3 separate regions of the Mus musculus genome follow, and all the other regions are linked to region 1. A link is a contact called in public HiChIP or PLAC-seq and Micro-C data. All regions are on one chromosome and are shown on one strand. The core of a region is the stretch at or near the end of the contact, and the rest is flanking DNA. Distances in the headings are between cores, read along the strand shown.

Region 1 (4,998 bases), core at 1,396-3,895:
GAGGGTGCAGGGGTGTAGAGACAGGCAAATCCTGAGTGGCTTGCTGGCCAGGCGGTTTAGCCGTATCAGTGAGTTCTAGCTTTAGTGAGAGACCCTCTCTCAAGCAAAACCAAGGTGGACAGTGATGGAGGAAGGCTTCTGACTTCCAATAGCATGAGAAGGGGTATGTGTTTGCATTAAACACACACACACACATGCACCACACACTAAATAAACACATCTTTTTTTTTTGGTTTTTGTTTTTCAAGAGATGGATTCTCTGTGTAGCCCTGGCTGTCCTAGAACTTGCTCTATAGATCATGCTGGTCTTAACCTCACAGAGATCTGCCAGCCCCTGTCTGTTGAGTGCTGAGATTAATGGCATGGGAGATATCCCCAGCTAAAATTCTGTATGATACATTATTCAGATACAAAGCACAATCTCTGACTTACTGTGATTTGACTATTTATTTATTATTGCTGACCTGTTTTGAGTCAAGGTCTCTTTATGTAGTCTTGGCTGGGATGGAACTATTTTTTTTTCTTTTTTAAAAACATTTTTATTTATTTTATGTATGAGTGCTCTACCTGTATATACACTTGCATGCCAGAAGAAGGCATCAGACCCTGGTATAGATGGTTGTGAAACACCATGTGGTTGCTGGGAGTTGAACTCAGGACCTTTGGAAGAGCAGGCAGTGCTCTTAACCATTGAACCATCTCTCCCAGACCCTGGAGTAGAACTCTTTTAAGAAATCAGCCTGTCTCTGCCTCCTGAGTACTGGGATTAAAGGCACCTGTCACCACTTCCAGCTATATTAAAAAAGAAATCTATAGTAGTGTCAATTGTTTCTCTATCTTTTGGCTAAAATGTATCATAGTGCCAAAGTGATAACATGGTTAATAGAATTGTATTTCACAATTTTTGATGCCTTTCTGGGCTAGTAATAGGCAGGACAGCAGCAGCAAGTGTCTCTCAGCTGTGTGATCAGGAAGATAAACTACTGTGTTATTTAAATGTGGTGCTTGGAAGGTTACTAGATTACTAGATTTCTGTTTATAGTGGGTTTATCTGGTGGTGATTCCATCAGAAAATAGTGGAACATTTAAATATTACTTCATGAGGTTGCTCCAAATATTTATGCAAGGAAGGGTCTGACATCTTCATTTGGTAGAGAAGAAACAGGCAGAGGGGCCATGAGTCCTCTAGAGTCCTGTAATCTTCTTTGCAGCTACCGTCCTAGGGACATCTCCCTGTGAACAAGAGGTGTGCCTTCACCCCCTGTTGTATCACGGAGTGGGGTTTTGTTGCTTGTTTGAGACAGGGTTTCATTGGGTAACTCAGGTTGGCTCTCAACTAGTGGTCCTGCTTCAACCTCTTGAATACTGGGATGGTTTATATCACCACACCAGCTTTCCCAGGCACTTTTTAAGAAAGGGTTTCCTTCTATTTCTGTCTGTCTGTTTTTTTGTTTGTTTGTTTGTTTTTTGAGACAGGATTTCTCTGTATAGCCCTGGCTGTCCTGGAACTCACTTTGTAGACCAGGCTGGCCTCGAACTCAGAAATCTCCTGCCTTTGCCTCCCAAGTGCTGGAATTAAAGACGTGTGCCACCACCGCCTGGTGGGCATGAAATATCTATGTGTGGATAAGAATAGCTTTGATGGCTTAATCTTCTTGCCACCACCACTTTCAGGTTTGAAATACCATGGCTCCTTAGGTCTCACCCTAAAGCCCAGGCTGGCCTCAGATTCATGGCAATCCTTCTACTTCATCTTCCCAGATGCTGGGATTACAGGCATGAGCTATCACGCCCTACTTTTTTTTTTTTTTTTTTTTTTTGGTTTTTCGAGACAGGGTTCCTCTGTGTAGCCCTGGCTGTCCTGGAACTCACTTTGTAGACCAGTCTGGCCTCGAACTCAGAAATCTGCCTGCCTCTGCCTCCCCGGTGCAGGGATCAAAGGCGTGCGCCACCATGAAAAAAAAGCCCGGTTGTCGGCCTTTTTTTTTTTTTAAGCAATTTCTTGGGCTGTGATATAGTCTCGGGTAAAAGTGCTTTCTGTTCAGGCCTGATGACCTGAGTTTGACCCCTGGATCCAAAGTGCCTCTAAGAGCTGGCTTGTGCCATAATGTCAGCCAAGTACCAATTCTTGAGGACTGTCCTCTGACCGCCACATACTCACCATGGAAGATACTCAAACGCACGTGTCATACACAAATATACAGAATAATACATTTTGAGGGGGGGAAAACAGGTGATGGGCTCTGGGGAGTGTTCACACCCTGGGAGCCAGTAACCTTGTTCAATAAAGCATTTTTGAAAGGTAAGTCCAACAGTGTGAACACAGCTGAAAACCAGGTAGGCAGGTCTCTTGCCCTCCTGGACATTATCGTTTAGTGAAGAAATCTCCGATTCACGACCAAGCTCCTGCTGCGTGACCCTGGACTCTTCTGTTCTTGTTCTGTAAAACAAGTGGGCTCTGACTGTTCTGACCAAGGAATCTGTCACTTACATCCTCTGGCAGTGTTCAGACTGTGGCAGGCAAACCTCCGGGGTTTTGCGCTACCGTCTGCCTTCCTGCAGGGGCGCTGTTCAAGATACGAGAGCGTTGAGGTTCCGAAAGCTCTTGTCCCTCGCCGCCCGCCGTCGTCCTCGCCGCCGCCGCCGCCCGCGTCCGCGGAGCCGGAGGAGGCGGAGCTGGCTTGCCCCGGCTCCCAAGCGGAGCGGTAGAGGAGGAGTCGGTGCGGCAGGTCCTGGCGGCCGAGATTCGGGCGCAGAGGCCGCTAAGGCTGGCAGGGAGCGGCGGTATCGCGGGGAGAGCGGCGCCACGGGCTGGACGCTCCCGGCGTGAGGCGTGCGCTCCATGCGTGCGGGCCGAGTGCGGCCCCTGCGAGCCTCCGACATGAAGAAAGACGTGAGGATCCTGCTGGTGGGAGAACGTGAGTCCGCGCCCTGCCCGGCCTCGCAGCCCGGGTGCCCTCTCCAAGCCTGCCAGCCCCTTTGCTCTTCCCTACCGTGGCCCTCTGCTCCTCGCAGGCCTTGTCCCCCTTCAGTCCCTAACGCCCGGTCCTCTCGCTGCGAAAGCTGTCGCCGTCGCCACCACCTCCTCGAGTTCTTTCCTCTTGGGCCTCAGCGTTTGTCGGGCCACCTCCCGTCCGACCCTCTGGTCGCCTGTCAGTCACTCATTGCCAGGCAGATGTTGGAACAGGCAGACTGAGCACTTGGGACTGCGGGAACCGGCTGGCGGGGGACACTAGGGGGAGGAGGAGTGCAGAAGTAGTCGACTTGGGAGCAAGGTCAGGTCTCTGGAATTTTTTTTTTTTTTTTTTTTCACTTGCTGCCTTCACTGCTACTGTGCATGGGCATTAAGAGAGAGCGTTGGCTTGCTTGAGTAAGTAGCTCAGTAGTAGAATTCTAGCATGCATAAAAACCTGGATTCAGTCTCCAGCACCAAGAAGAAAAAAAAGAGCTTAAGATAGCGGGATTTTTTAAAAATTAGATTTTTTTTTTTTTTTTTTTGCCGTACTTGTGTCGAACAAACTCCTTCAAGTTAATAATATGAGTATTGAGTGAACGATACTTAACTAGGGAGGGATCTTTAGATGGGGCGATTGTTACCCTAAAAGTCTTAATTTTCGCTCCTTGTTAGACATTCCATAGTTCTGTAGTAGTTCTTTTAATAAGAGCAGGCATATAGGGCTTCCGAACAGGCACATGTTCCCATGCTCTTTAAAGATAGATCTCACTTTTTTCCTGGTAAAGAAGACAAAACAACAAAAACAACGCTTTTGCTGGCTGATAGGAATGCAGTATAGAGCAGGGATTTCTGATCTTACTGCGAGGTACATGACTTAATCATGGCAACTAAGTTAAAAAGAGGGGTTCATTAGTTCATGTTTTGCCATTGCTGATTTGAAGCATTCTATTATAAACCACTCAATTATATCTTTAAGTAGCCTCTCTAGGTCGCTGTGATACATTCCTAAGGAGGAAAGTGTACATATTAAGAAAAAAAAAACAATTTTGGGGGGGTGGGGTAGGGTGTGCTCTTAGGGCCCAGACAGAGCAAGTCAGATCCCTCGGAGCTAGAGTTACAGGTGGTTTGAGCCACCAGACTTGGGTTTTCTGCTTTTAACCACTGCAGCCCCAAGTCTGCTGGCCTCAGAAAGGGGCGGGAGGGGAGGAAACGACTGTGGACTGTTGATCCGTGTAGCTGTAGCAGCTTTTGGGAGAACTCTAGTCAAAATTGGGAACTAAGCTCCCGTGAAGCATAGTTTGCTTTTTTATTTTCAGTTATGGGTTTTTGGCCTTATTTATAATGGTATCTTACTCTTTCTTTTGCATCAAGTTCTCTAACAGTAAAGGAAGACATTATTTAAGGCATGGTTGGTGCTGATACATTTGGGGGAAAATTAGGGAAAGTGAGCAGGTGACCCCTTAATTGTATTTTCTAAAAGTCTAATGCTTTTTAAAACTCAATTTGTAAAAAAGATATTTTGGATTTGGTGTTCAATATAGGAACCGATGATACAGCATTAGTGTATAGACTGAGTAGAAATGCTATACATGCTGGGCGTGGTGACGCATGCCTTAATTCCCAGCACTGGGGGGGTGGGGAGGGGGGCGGGCTACAAAGTGAGTACCAGGACAGCCGGGGCTACACAGAGAACCCTGTCTCGAAAAAAAAAAAAAAAAAAAAAAAAAAGAAGTGCTGTACATATGTCAGATTCAGTGGCACCGTAGGACATTTTACATTAACTTTAACAGTATTACTTAGGAATATGCAGAAGTTTAAAATTTGTTAGAAAAAGTATGTCATGTAGTCCTGAAAGCCAGCTAGAGAATCGGAACAACTCTGTGTGGGTTTTCTGACCACAGGGAGCAAGTTATAAGAGAAAGCCTTAGCTTTTGAAGGAGACCCTGCTTTTTCCTAAGAGGATGGTGCCAACCATGTGGTTGGCACACATCTGTGAGCCATTACTCAGGAGTCTGAAGTAGGAGGATGGTTAATCAAAAATT
Region 2 (4,998 bases), core at 1,752-4,251, 220 kb after region 1:
CCCTCTAAAGGAAGGAAGTAAAGAGAATGATGGGCTGCTTACTGAACTGCAGGCGTAAAACATCACTTTTAAAGGAATGATTCAGAAAGCATCTCTGTGTGCTGTTCTTTGAGTTGAAAACCAAGGGCTATAAAGGGAAAAAGTGAGAGTGATGGGGAGTAGGGAAGAAGAGAAAATAAAAAATAAAAAACGAGAACTGAGCAGAGCTGGCAGCAGGAGAGTGCTGAGTGCTGAGATGTGTGGAACAGAGTTCGAGGTACACTGTGGAGCACCAGGAGATCCCAACCAGAGGCTCACAAGCGCTGAAGACTAAATACAACATGTAGAGAGGGTACAAAGCTGAAATTACGACGAACAAAGGACAACTGTAAGAATGCGGGTATGAGGTTTTTTTTTTTTTTTAACATCTTAACAGTCCTGAAAATTGCTGTTTTTTTTTTTTTTTTGTTTGTTTGTTTGTTTTTTCGAGACAGGATTTCTCTGCATAGCCCTGGCTGTCCTCTGTCCTGGAACTCACTCTACTGTAGACCAGGCTGGCCTCGAACTCAGAAATCTGCCTGCCTCTGCCTCAATCCGCCTGCCTCTGCCTCCCGAGTGCTGGGATTAAAGGCGTGCGCCACACACCGCCTAGCGGTTTGTTGTTGTTATTGTTGTTGTTGTTGTTTTAAAAGATTTATTTAGGAGCCGGGCATGGTGGACGCCTTTAATCCTAGCACTGGGGAGGCAGAGGCAGGCGGATTTCTGAGTTCAAGGCCAGCCTGGTCTACAGAATGAGCTCCAGGACAGCCAGAGCTACACAGAGAAACCCTGTCTCGAGGAAAAAAAAAAAGAAAGATTTATTTATTATATTTATATAAGTACATTGTAGTTGTTTTTAGACATACCAGAAGAGGGCATCAGATCTCATTACACATGCTTGTGAGCCACCATGTGGTTGCTGGGTATTGAACTCAGGATCTTAGGAAGAGCAGTCAGTGCTCTTAACCGCTGAGCCATCTCTCTAGCCCCTCTTATCCCTGTTATTCAGATAGGAACGCTAAAGATCAAAGTGAGTAGGAGTCTACAGAAGTCACCATCTACTAGTACCCCGCCTAGAGTTTGGAACAAAAGTAGCATTTCCAAAGCCTGTTGTTCTTAAATTGTACATTCAGGATGATGATACAATTGAATTGGTTAAGAAAAGATACAGAGGCCGGGTGTGGTGGCACACGCCTTTAATCCCAGCACTCGGGAGGCAGAGGCAGGCAGATTTCTGAGTTCGAGGCCATCTGGTCTACAGAGTGAGTTCCAGGATAGCCAGGGCTACACAGAGAAACCCTGTCTCGAAAAACAAACAAACAAACAAGCAAACAAACAAAACAAAACAACAACAAAAAAGAAAGAAAGAAAGAAAGAAAGAAAGGAAGAAAGAGAGAAAGAAAGAGAGAAAGAAAAGATACAGAAGCTGGAGACTGGTTGTGGTGGCACACGCCTTTAATCCCAGCACTTGGGAGGCAGAGGCAGGCGGATTTCTGAGTTCGAGGCCAGCCTGATCTACAAAGTGAGTTCCAGGACAGCCAGGGCTATACAGAGAAACCCTGTCTCAAAAAACCAAAAAAAAAAAAAAAAAAAAAAAGAGACAGAAGCTGGAAGTGCCTTTAATTCTAGCACCTGGGAGAGGAGAAGGGAAGAGGGCACAGATAAGGGTGCTTGCTGCCAAACATGAGTCCCTGAGTTCAATCTCTGGGCTGGCCATGATTGTGAGTACTGACTTCTGCAAGAGTTCCCTTCTCCATGTGCATGCCATGGCATGTGAGTTCCCACAGACAGACAGACATAGAAGTAAAAACTTAAAAACTACAACAACAAATGAATTCAGTATAGTCTCATTAGCTCTCCATCAGATTGAGAAAGAAGGAATGACTTCTTGGGTGAGTGTGTGTGTGTGTGTGTGTGGGGGGGGGGGGATGATCACAGCATTACACCGAAGTTCATGGAATTTCAGAGTTGGGAGAATTTGGAAGCCAGTTTAGTTCACGTGACACAACAAAGTCAGGACTTCTGTTACCAGCATGGTGGGATATTACCCAGATTTCATTAGAAAATGCAAAGGGTGGGAATGTCTTTCCTACCAGGTCTCAGTTCTGTCAGTCACTTTATTCCCTTCAGTTTCCTTAGGTATTAATTAAATATTTTTTCAAAGACTCTTGTTGAGTATTGTTGGACAAATGAAAGGAGACAGGTATAGAGATTGATTAGTCCAGTCATAGAGGAGTATAATGTTGGTTCTACTTAGTTTTTTATACAGCACAGCTATTTAATTTCCAGATTGTCATCAACTTAGAAGGTCTCCCTCTGTATAGGTTTAGCAACATCTTTAGGTTGATCCTTAGTGATAAGAAACATGCTTTTTTCCCCTTTCCCTTGATATCTTCACAGATATCCTATTACAGTTGAAGGAATTGGAGATACGGGAGGAAAATTTTGTTCTATTGTTGAGCTGGAAAGCTGGTATGAGTCAAATGTGAATCTCAAGAACTATTTAGATTGAATGATTGGGTCAAAGATGACTTTCAATCCACAATGTGAAGCTCTGTCCGATGATGGAATGGCTATTTGTGAAAGACAGTGTTCTTTTACATTGGCGATTTCTTCCGTCCTGGAAGGGAGTGTGTGTATGTGTCCTCCCTGCAAAACATCTGAATGAATCTGAACGGTGCTATTCCTGCCACATAATAGGCAATTTGAAAGATCATCTATCGCTATGAGTGACTGGTTACACGGGGATACTATACAAACAGCCAAGCAGCTTTCCTTGAGTACTCAGCCTCTTTTGGAGTGGTGGGGATTAATTTCGGTTTGTCTCTTCAGATGGCCGCGAGATGGCGATGGGGGAGCTCGTTTGTCGCTTGCGGGACGCTCCTGGGCCACCCACGGGGCAGAGAGACTACAACTCCCGGGGTGCTCGGAGAAGGGAGGCGGGGTCTTCTGGTAGGAACGCGAGGGCGGGTCTTCCGGGTGTGTGTTTCCGGCGTCGGCGGCCGCGGCCGGGGACGGTGTGAGAGCGGTAAGATGGCGGCCGCAGCGGTGGTGGAGTTCCAGAGAGCCCAGTCTCTACTCAGCACCGACCGGGAGGCCTCCATCGACATCCTCCACTCCATCGGTAAAGGGCCTGGCGCCGTCCCCGCGGCTCCGCCGTCCCGGCGCGGCCTGTGTGGGTCGGAGGCGGCGGAGAGGGGCCGGGCTAGCCGGCTATGGTGCTGCTGACTCACTGTGTGTGAGGGGGGCCGGGCTGGGGGCGCAGGCCGCTCGGGGACCCCAGGAGCCCCATGGCTTCCAATCGGGCGGGAAGCCCCTAGGCAGCCGGCCCGTCCACCTGCTGCCTGCTGACTCACGGTGGGCGCAGCGCAGCGCAGCGTGGCGAGCGGGCCGGGCCAGGTTCGCTACCCCTCAAGGGTCCCCGATTGTGGCCCGCGCGAGCTGGCCGGGGGCTGAGAGTGGCGGCCCGGGACAGACGGGTCGGAGAGTGTGTTGTTGAGAGGTCCGGGCGACTGCCGCGCAGGACTGACATTTCCCGCCGTTGTTATCAGCACAGGTTGCTCCGGGTGGGAGCGCGAGCGCTTCTCTTGGAGTTTTCTTCCGGGACGCTGGGAGCTGTCGCTTACAGCCAGCCCTCAGCCGCAGCCGCCGGCAGCAGAGGGCCACTTTCTGGGTGTGGGAAGTTGAGGGGTGCCACACGCTTAAGATTGGTATTTGACCGGTGTAGCTTGTGAGCTGAAGTGTCGTCCGAGTGGGACCGCCGGGACAGAGGAGGTGACTCATTTTTCCCAGTAGGGGTTGAAGTTTAGTTCTGAGTTCTGAGAGGCTGTCGTTCAGGGAACTTTTTGGGACCGGCGGGCCGCACATTGCTGGAGAAAAAGAAAAATTTTAATACCATAGCGTGATTGTCTTAAACCGTAGGGCAACAGGAAAGTTGAAGTAGGAACCTCCAGCCGGTCGCTTTCTACTGGGATTCAGGTGTAAATAGAAATAAGTGGTTGATGGCAGAGAAGGCCTTTTAATATTCATTCCTTAAGGGTTCAGTTAGAGAATGAGCTTCCTCCTGTGGTAATGTGAGGTTTTTTTTTTTTTTTTTTTTTTTGGTTTTTTGAGACAGATTTTCTCCATGTAGCCCTGGCTGTCCTGAAACTTACTTTGTAGACCAGGCTGGCCTTGAACTCAGAAATCCGCCTGTCTCTGCCTCCCAAGTGCTGGCGTTAAAGGCGTGTGCCACTATGCCCGCCCGGCGTGAGCTTTCAAATGTAGCCTGGGAGATTCGGATTGGATCAACAAGTTGTTGGTGAATGCAGGTATATGAGGGACTGCCAGGATGTTGATGCTTATGTTGACTTAACTGAGTTGCTGAGTCTTGAATTTCTGTACACAAGACTTGTACCAAGAAAGGACACTGTCAACAGCTTGAAGTTCTTGACTCTGGGAATACTAGAAAGGAGAGGAGACGAGAGAGCACAGTGCATTGTGAAGGAATCATGAAGAGTTTCATTTCGAAGTTCTGATAGTGTCCGTTTTAGAGCAGAGTACCATAGCCATCGGATGTTTTTACAAAGACATTTTTCTGTGATCACACTTTAATATTTAGATCACACTTTAATATTTAATAATCTGCGGAGCATAAAAGTTTTTTGTGCATAGTGCCTGATTTGTTTGCCTTTCAGAAAGTAGAAATTACTAATAAACATTGCCATTAGAGTATTTCACCTTTATCAGACCCTTTATGAACCTTAACCTATTTTCCAAATGAAACTACCAAACAAATAAGGGAAAAAAAAACAACCCTCTAAAGAAAAGTAAAATACAGATACTATAAAAAGAAAAACAAAACAAAAAAAAGGAGTGGTTGCTCATTATACTAAGAGTCCCCTGCCAGCTCCCCTGTTAGAGTAAGCTTGAGTCATGGTGGGTGACAGCATTACTTTTTCCGGACTCCATCATGAGTATCAAAATCTTGGATTTTGTCAA
Region 3 (4,998 bases), core at 1,648-4,147, 140 kb before region 1:
ATCCTGTGACCCTCTGACCTCAGCTTAGCAGAAAATTTTAATGTAGCTAAGCATGGGAGAACAAGCCTGTAATACCAGCACTCAGGAGGCTGAGGCTAAACGCTCATAAATTTGAAACTTGCTCTCACAAGAAATTTTTTGTTAATTGAGTTATATACACTCAAGGTACACTGTGTTTTGATACACATATGAGCAGTTGATACTTCTGTCAAGCTAATCAATGTATCCATCTTTTGACATAGTTACTTTATTTATTTTTTCTTTTTTTTTTTTGGGGGGGGGGGGAGGGGCAAGGTTTCCCTGTATTGCTTTGACTGTTCTGGAACTCACTCTGTAGACCAAGCTGGCCTCAAACTCAGATCCAAGAGTGCTGAAATGAAAGATGTGAGCCACCACACCTGGTTTGATGTAGTTAAAGAAAACTTTTAAAACTATATGGAGAGAGAGAGAGAGAGAGAGAGAGAGAGAGAGAGAGCGCGCAAGCGAGCACGCATTTGTAAGGAATGTGTGTGCAGAGCTCCTGTGCACAGCACCTGGGCCTTCACCTGTGTGTAGAAGACTTTTGAGGGTCAGTGCTCCCGCTCCACCATGTGGGCCTCAAGGACTGAACTCAGGTTTTGGGACTTGGAGCAAGTACCTTTATCCAACAAGCCATCTTGCCAACCCAATGATTACTTTCTGTGGTAAGAACACTGAAGCTCTCTCTTAGCAATTTGCAAAATACAATATAGTTCAGGGCACAGTCCCTGCCCTATACATTAATGCTCCAGAATATGTTCATCCTATCACAGAAACCCTGCACCGTGGTACCACGTATCACTATTTCTCCCCACCTTGTTCCTGCTGACCAGTATTCTACTGCATGCTCCTATGAATCCTTTTCAGATTCTACAGAAATGAGATCATGTAATCCTTCCCTCGTGTTTGCTTGTTTCATGTAGCCTCTTGATGACAAGCATGTGTCACCATAATCAGCTTTGTTGCTGCTGCTGTCATTTTTTTTAAATCTGCTTTACTTTTGTGTCTGTCTGTCTGTCTGTCTGTCTGTGTACGTGCACGCACGCATACGCGCAGGGGCACAGATGTCTTCCTAGATCACTGTTCATTTCATTTTGGTGAATACAATCTCTCACTAATCACAAACCTCGGTGATTGGTGGGACAAGCTGGCCGATAACTGGATCGAGTTGTGATTATGAAATGTTCTTTGCAAAGGGATTCTGTGTGCTCCCTGCTAACTCAGACTACAGGGTTGAGACCAACTGAACACAGCTTAGGAGGAGTAGGAGGGACATACGCTCAGAACTCTCACTTGTCACAGGCACATTGGTGAGTCTGCCCACATTTTAGATGCACTGTCCTCGGTCCACAGAGCCAAGTTTAAAAATCTTTGTGCTAGGAGTTATAACAGAAAAGTCTTTGCATCTCACATATATTCTGAAAGCAAATAAGCTGTTTGTAGTCACCAGATGTTTAATAAAATGTAATGGGCTGGGCATGGTGGCGCACGCCTTTAATCCCAGCACTTGGGAGGCAGAGGCAGGTGGATTTCTGAGTTCGAGGCCAGCCTGGTCTACAAAGTGAGTTCCAGGACAGCCAGGGCTATACAGAGAAACCCCGTCTTCAAAACAAAACAAAACAACAACAACAAAAATGTAATGGATAGGGGCTGGAGAGATGGCTCAGCGGTTAAGAGCACTGATTGCTCTCCTGAAGGTCCTGAGTTCAAATCCCAGCAACCACATGGTGGCTCACAACCACCCATAATGAGATCTGGCGCCCTCTTCTGGAGTGTCTGAGGACAGCTACATTGTACTTAGATATAATAAATAAATAAATCTTTTTAAAAAAATGTAATGGATAAAACACAGTCCATTTCCTCTCAAATACTAACTATAAGTGGGACAGTTCAAACACACGACCTGGGATATGACTCAGGAGTGTAAGCATCTAGATTCAATCTCCAGCAGTAAAGGTGCATACCTTTAATCCGAGCACTTGGGAGGCAGAGGCAGGCAGATTTCTGAGTTCGAGGCCAGCCTGGTCTACAAAATGAGTTCCAGGACAGCCAGGGCTATAAAGAGAAACCCTGTCTCAAAAACCAAAAAAACCAAAACCAAAACCAAAAAAAGAGCTCCCAAAGCCATCATTTTGTTTTACAAACAATAGTAGTTTTATGATCTATTATATACTATTCTAACTCTTAATCCTCTTGCCAGCTTTCTCTTGACTGGAATATTAACATGTGTACACACACACACACACACACACACATACACACACATACACCTACCAAAAATGAATAATATATACATATACGTGTGTGTATGTGTGTGTGTGTGTGTGTGTCAGCACAAGCCCTTAATCCAGCACTTTGGAAGCAGAGGTAGGTGGATCTCTGAGTTCAAGGCCAGCCCGGTTTACAGAGCTAATTCCAGAATAGGTTACACAGAGAAACCCTATCTCGAAAAACCAAAAAATAAACTAAAAAACTACAGAAAGAAAGTCTTATGACTTTTATATTGTTAGCAATGCACAGTGTCAGGCTCTAGACCTGATGCATTTGTTTGTTATTTTGAAAGTCAATATCTCATGGATACCAAGCCTCAATCTCATTGTAGTTCAAGAGGATCCTGAACTTCTGATCTTTCTTCTTTCACCCCTCCAAACTACAGGTAGGTCCCCCCATGTCCAGCTTCAAGCATAGTGGGCAAATACTCTCCCAACTGAGCTACATCTCAGGCCCAGCCCCAGAACCTGAATTTTTTAAGACCATGGTTGATTTATAAATGCAATATAGGTAGAATAAAGTCCACTGTGCCACATTTCAGACCTTCCTCTAAGAGGAAACTCTGCACTTGAGCACTGAACCAGCAAGGCCCTGCCTGGCTCTTTAACGGATACAGCATATGCAGGAAGTGCCCTGGTTAGGTAAAGTCAATTTCCTCTTTAGAAAGAATTCAGAAGCTCCCTCAGAAATTGCAAGCCCGTGTTATTTTGTTGGTTTTGTCTGACAACCTTAGGGAAAGAGGAAATATGTCAACATTAGTGAGGACTGTGGAGGGAAGCCTCCACTTCCAAACCTGCCCCCCAGGCGCTCGCCGGGCATGCATGTGGTGTCTGTTGTTCACAGAACACCAACCACTGCCTTTTCAAACCTCCTTGGTTTTCCCTTAGATCATTTTCTTCTTCCAAAAAATAGCTCACAGTTTAAAGCTCAGTCAACATTAATCTAACCATAGTAATCAAGTATCAAGTTTTTTGGCTTTATGAAAACAGTTCACTGATGAGTCTCCCAGTTTGAGGTAGGCTAATGTGTTTCCTCTTATCTGACTACAGCATCATACCTGCACAGTCTACAATGGAGGGAAAAAAACTCAAGACTTCCCTGTGCCCCACATCTGAGTCCAGGAGCCATGTTCTTGCTACCGAGGTGATTTTGACTTACAGATGTGATTTTAACAAGTTCCAAGCAAGATGGCACACTTCTGTAATCCAAACACTCAAACGTAGAGGCAAGAGCCAGAGATCTATTGAATAAGTTCCAGACTAGCCAGTGCTATACTAGGAAACAATGCCGATAGTTCTAGGCCAGCCAAGAGAGAGAGAAAGTATAAATGGCAGGCAACTTAAGGACTCCAGGAGGAAACTGTAATTTATACAGTTTATATTCGTCAGTCATATTCTGAACTCCTACTGAAACCTCCAGTGTGACAAGATCATTAAAACTTTTCTTTTCTCTTCTCTTCTCTTCCTTTCTCTCTTTCTCTTTCTCTCTCTCTCTCTAGCCCTAGCTGTCCCGGAGCTCACAGAGATTTATCTGCCTGCCTCTGCCTCCTCAGTGCTGGATTAAAAGTTTGCTGTCACCGGCCATCCTTGCAAGATTATTAAAAGTGACAAGATTATTTAAGCTCACTGTTTAACCTTTTGAAGGTAACAGGATGATGAGCTCACAAAATACTATCCATTGATACAAGACAACACACAACTGAACTACTTTCCTCAGAGTTTAGTTATCAAAAGGTCATAAAGTTGGGGCTGGAGAGATTGCTCAGCAGTTAAGAACACTGGCTGGTCTTCCAGTGGACCCAGGCTTAATTCCCAGCATCTACATGGTAGCTCACAAGGCTATAACTCCAGCTGCTGAGTATCTGACACCTTCACACAGCTATACATGCAGGCAAAACACCAATGCACATAAAATAAATAAGTCATTTAAAAAGATCATACAATGTATTTTTTAAAGATTGATTTATCGCCGGGCAGTGGTGGCCCATGCCTTTAATCCCAGCACTTGGGAGACAGAGGCAGGTGGATTTCTGAGTTCGAGGCCAGCCTGGTCTACAGAGTGAGTTCCAGGACAGCCAGGGCTACACAGAGAAACCCTGTCTCAAAAAAGCAAAAAACAAACAAACAAAAAAAGAGATTTATTTATTTATTTTATGTATCTGAGTACACTGTAGCTGTCTTCAGACACATCAGAAGAGGACGTCAGATCCCATTACAGATGGTTGTGAGCCACCATGTGGTTGCTGGGAATTGAACTCAGGACCTCTGGAAGAACAGCCAATACTCTTAACCCCTGAGCCATCTCCCCAGCCCCTATAAAATGTATTTAAACCTTAATTAAGACCACACCTTTAGGGCTGGTGAGATGGCTCAGTGGGTTAGAGCACCCGACTGCTCTTCCGAAGGTCCAGAGTTCAAATCCCAGCAACCACATGGTGGCTCACAACCATCCGTAACGAGATCTAAAGACAGCTACAGTGTACTTACATATAATAAATAAATAAAACCTTTAAAAAAAAAAAAAAAAAAGACCACACCTTTAATCCTAGCACTCAGGAGGCAGAGTCAGGTGTGATTAGACAGTGTCTCACTAAGTAGCCTTGGCCTGGAACTCATTATGTAGCCCAGGCTACCCTTATACTCCCAGGAATCCTCCCTCCTCAGCTTTAGTGATAAGATTATGAATGTGCTGCACCAAAGAACTAACAGC

What was found. Hi-C and Micro-C count contacts between places; a contact is called where the count stands out from the background. HiChIP or PLAC-seq counts read pairs in DNA pulled down with a chosen protein or histone mark.
Region 2: a contact with region 1 is called in a Micro-C map of embryonic stem cells, with 3 times the contacts expected there. The contact joins the promoter of Psmd11 here to the promoter of Rhot1 in region 1. A contact is called at or near these places in 1 of 39 promoter capture datasets (the C10 cell line), 3 of 484 Hi-C or Micro-C datasets (all in embryonic stem cells) and 2 of 9 other capture datasets (adipose tissue and pancreatic islet).
Region 3: an H3K4me3 HiChIP or PLAC-seq map of bone marrow-derived macrophages shows a contact between it and region 1, with 4 times the contacts expected there. The contact joins the enhancer-like site here to the promoter of Rhot1 in region 1. A contact is called at or near these places in 11 of 39 promoter capture datasets (the 3T3-L1 cell line, 3T3-L1-derived adipocytes, the C10 cell line and 5 more), 2 of 484 Hi-C or Micro-C datasets (B cells and embryonic stem cells), 7 of 115 datasets of contacts at active chromatin or transcription factors (the HPC-7 cell line, bone marrow-derived macrophages, effector CD8 T cells and 2 more) and 4 of 9 other capture datasets (adipose tissue, embryonic stem cells, liver and 1 more).

What each region holds. Positions count from the first base shown.
Region 1 is chr11:80,206,406-80,211,403 of GRCm38.p6, forward strand. Rhot1 (ras homolog family member T1) reads left to right here and starts at 2,646. Exons shown (of 19, transcript NM_021536.8): 1 at 2,646-2,918. The coding sequence starts at 2,843.
Region 2 is chr11:80,425,614-80,430,611 of GRCm38.p6, forward strand. Psmd11 (proteasome (prosome, macropain) 26S subunit, non-ATPase, 11) reads left to right here and starts at 3,002. Exons shown (of 14, transcript NM_178616.3): 1 at 3,002-3,142. The coding sequence starts at 3,052.
Region 3 is chr11:80,064,799-80,069,796 of GRCm38.p6, forward strand. The region is part of intron 1 of Crlf3 (cytokine receptor-like factor 3); the gene reads right to left. Among named protein-coding and RNA genes, the nearest start is that of Crlf3, 14 kb to the right of the region's middle. Within about 2 kb of position 2,898, at least 89 of the 459 cell types and tissues checked have an H3K27ac peak or open chromatin away from gene starts, as enhancers often do. A contact at or near this core is called in B cells, the HPC-7 cell line, adipose tissue and 3 more, where this site is marked.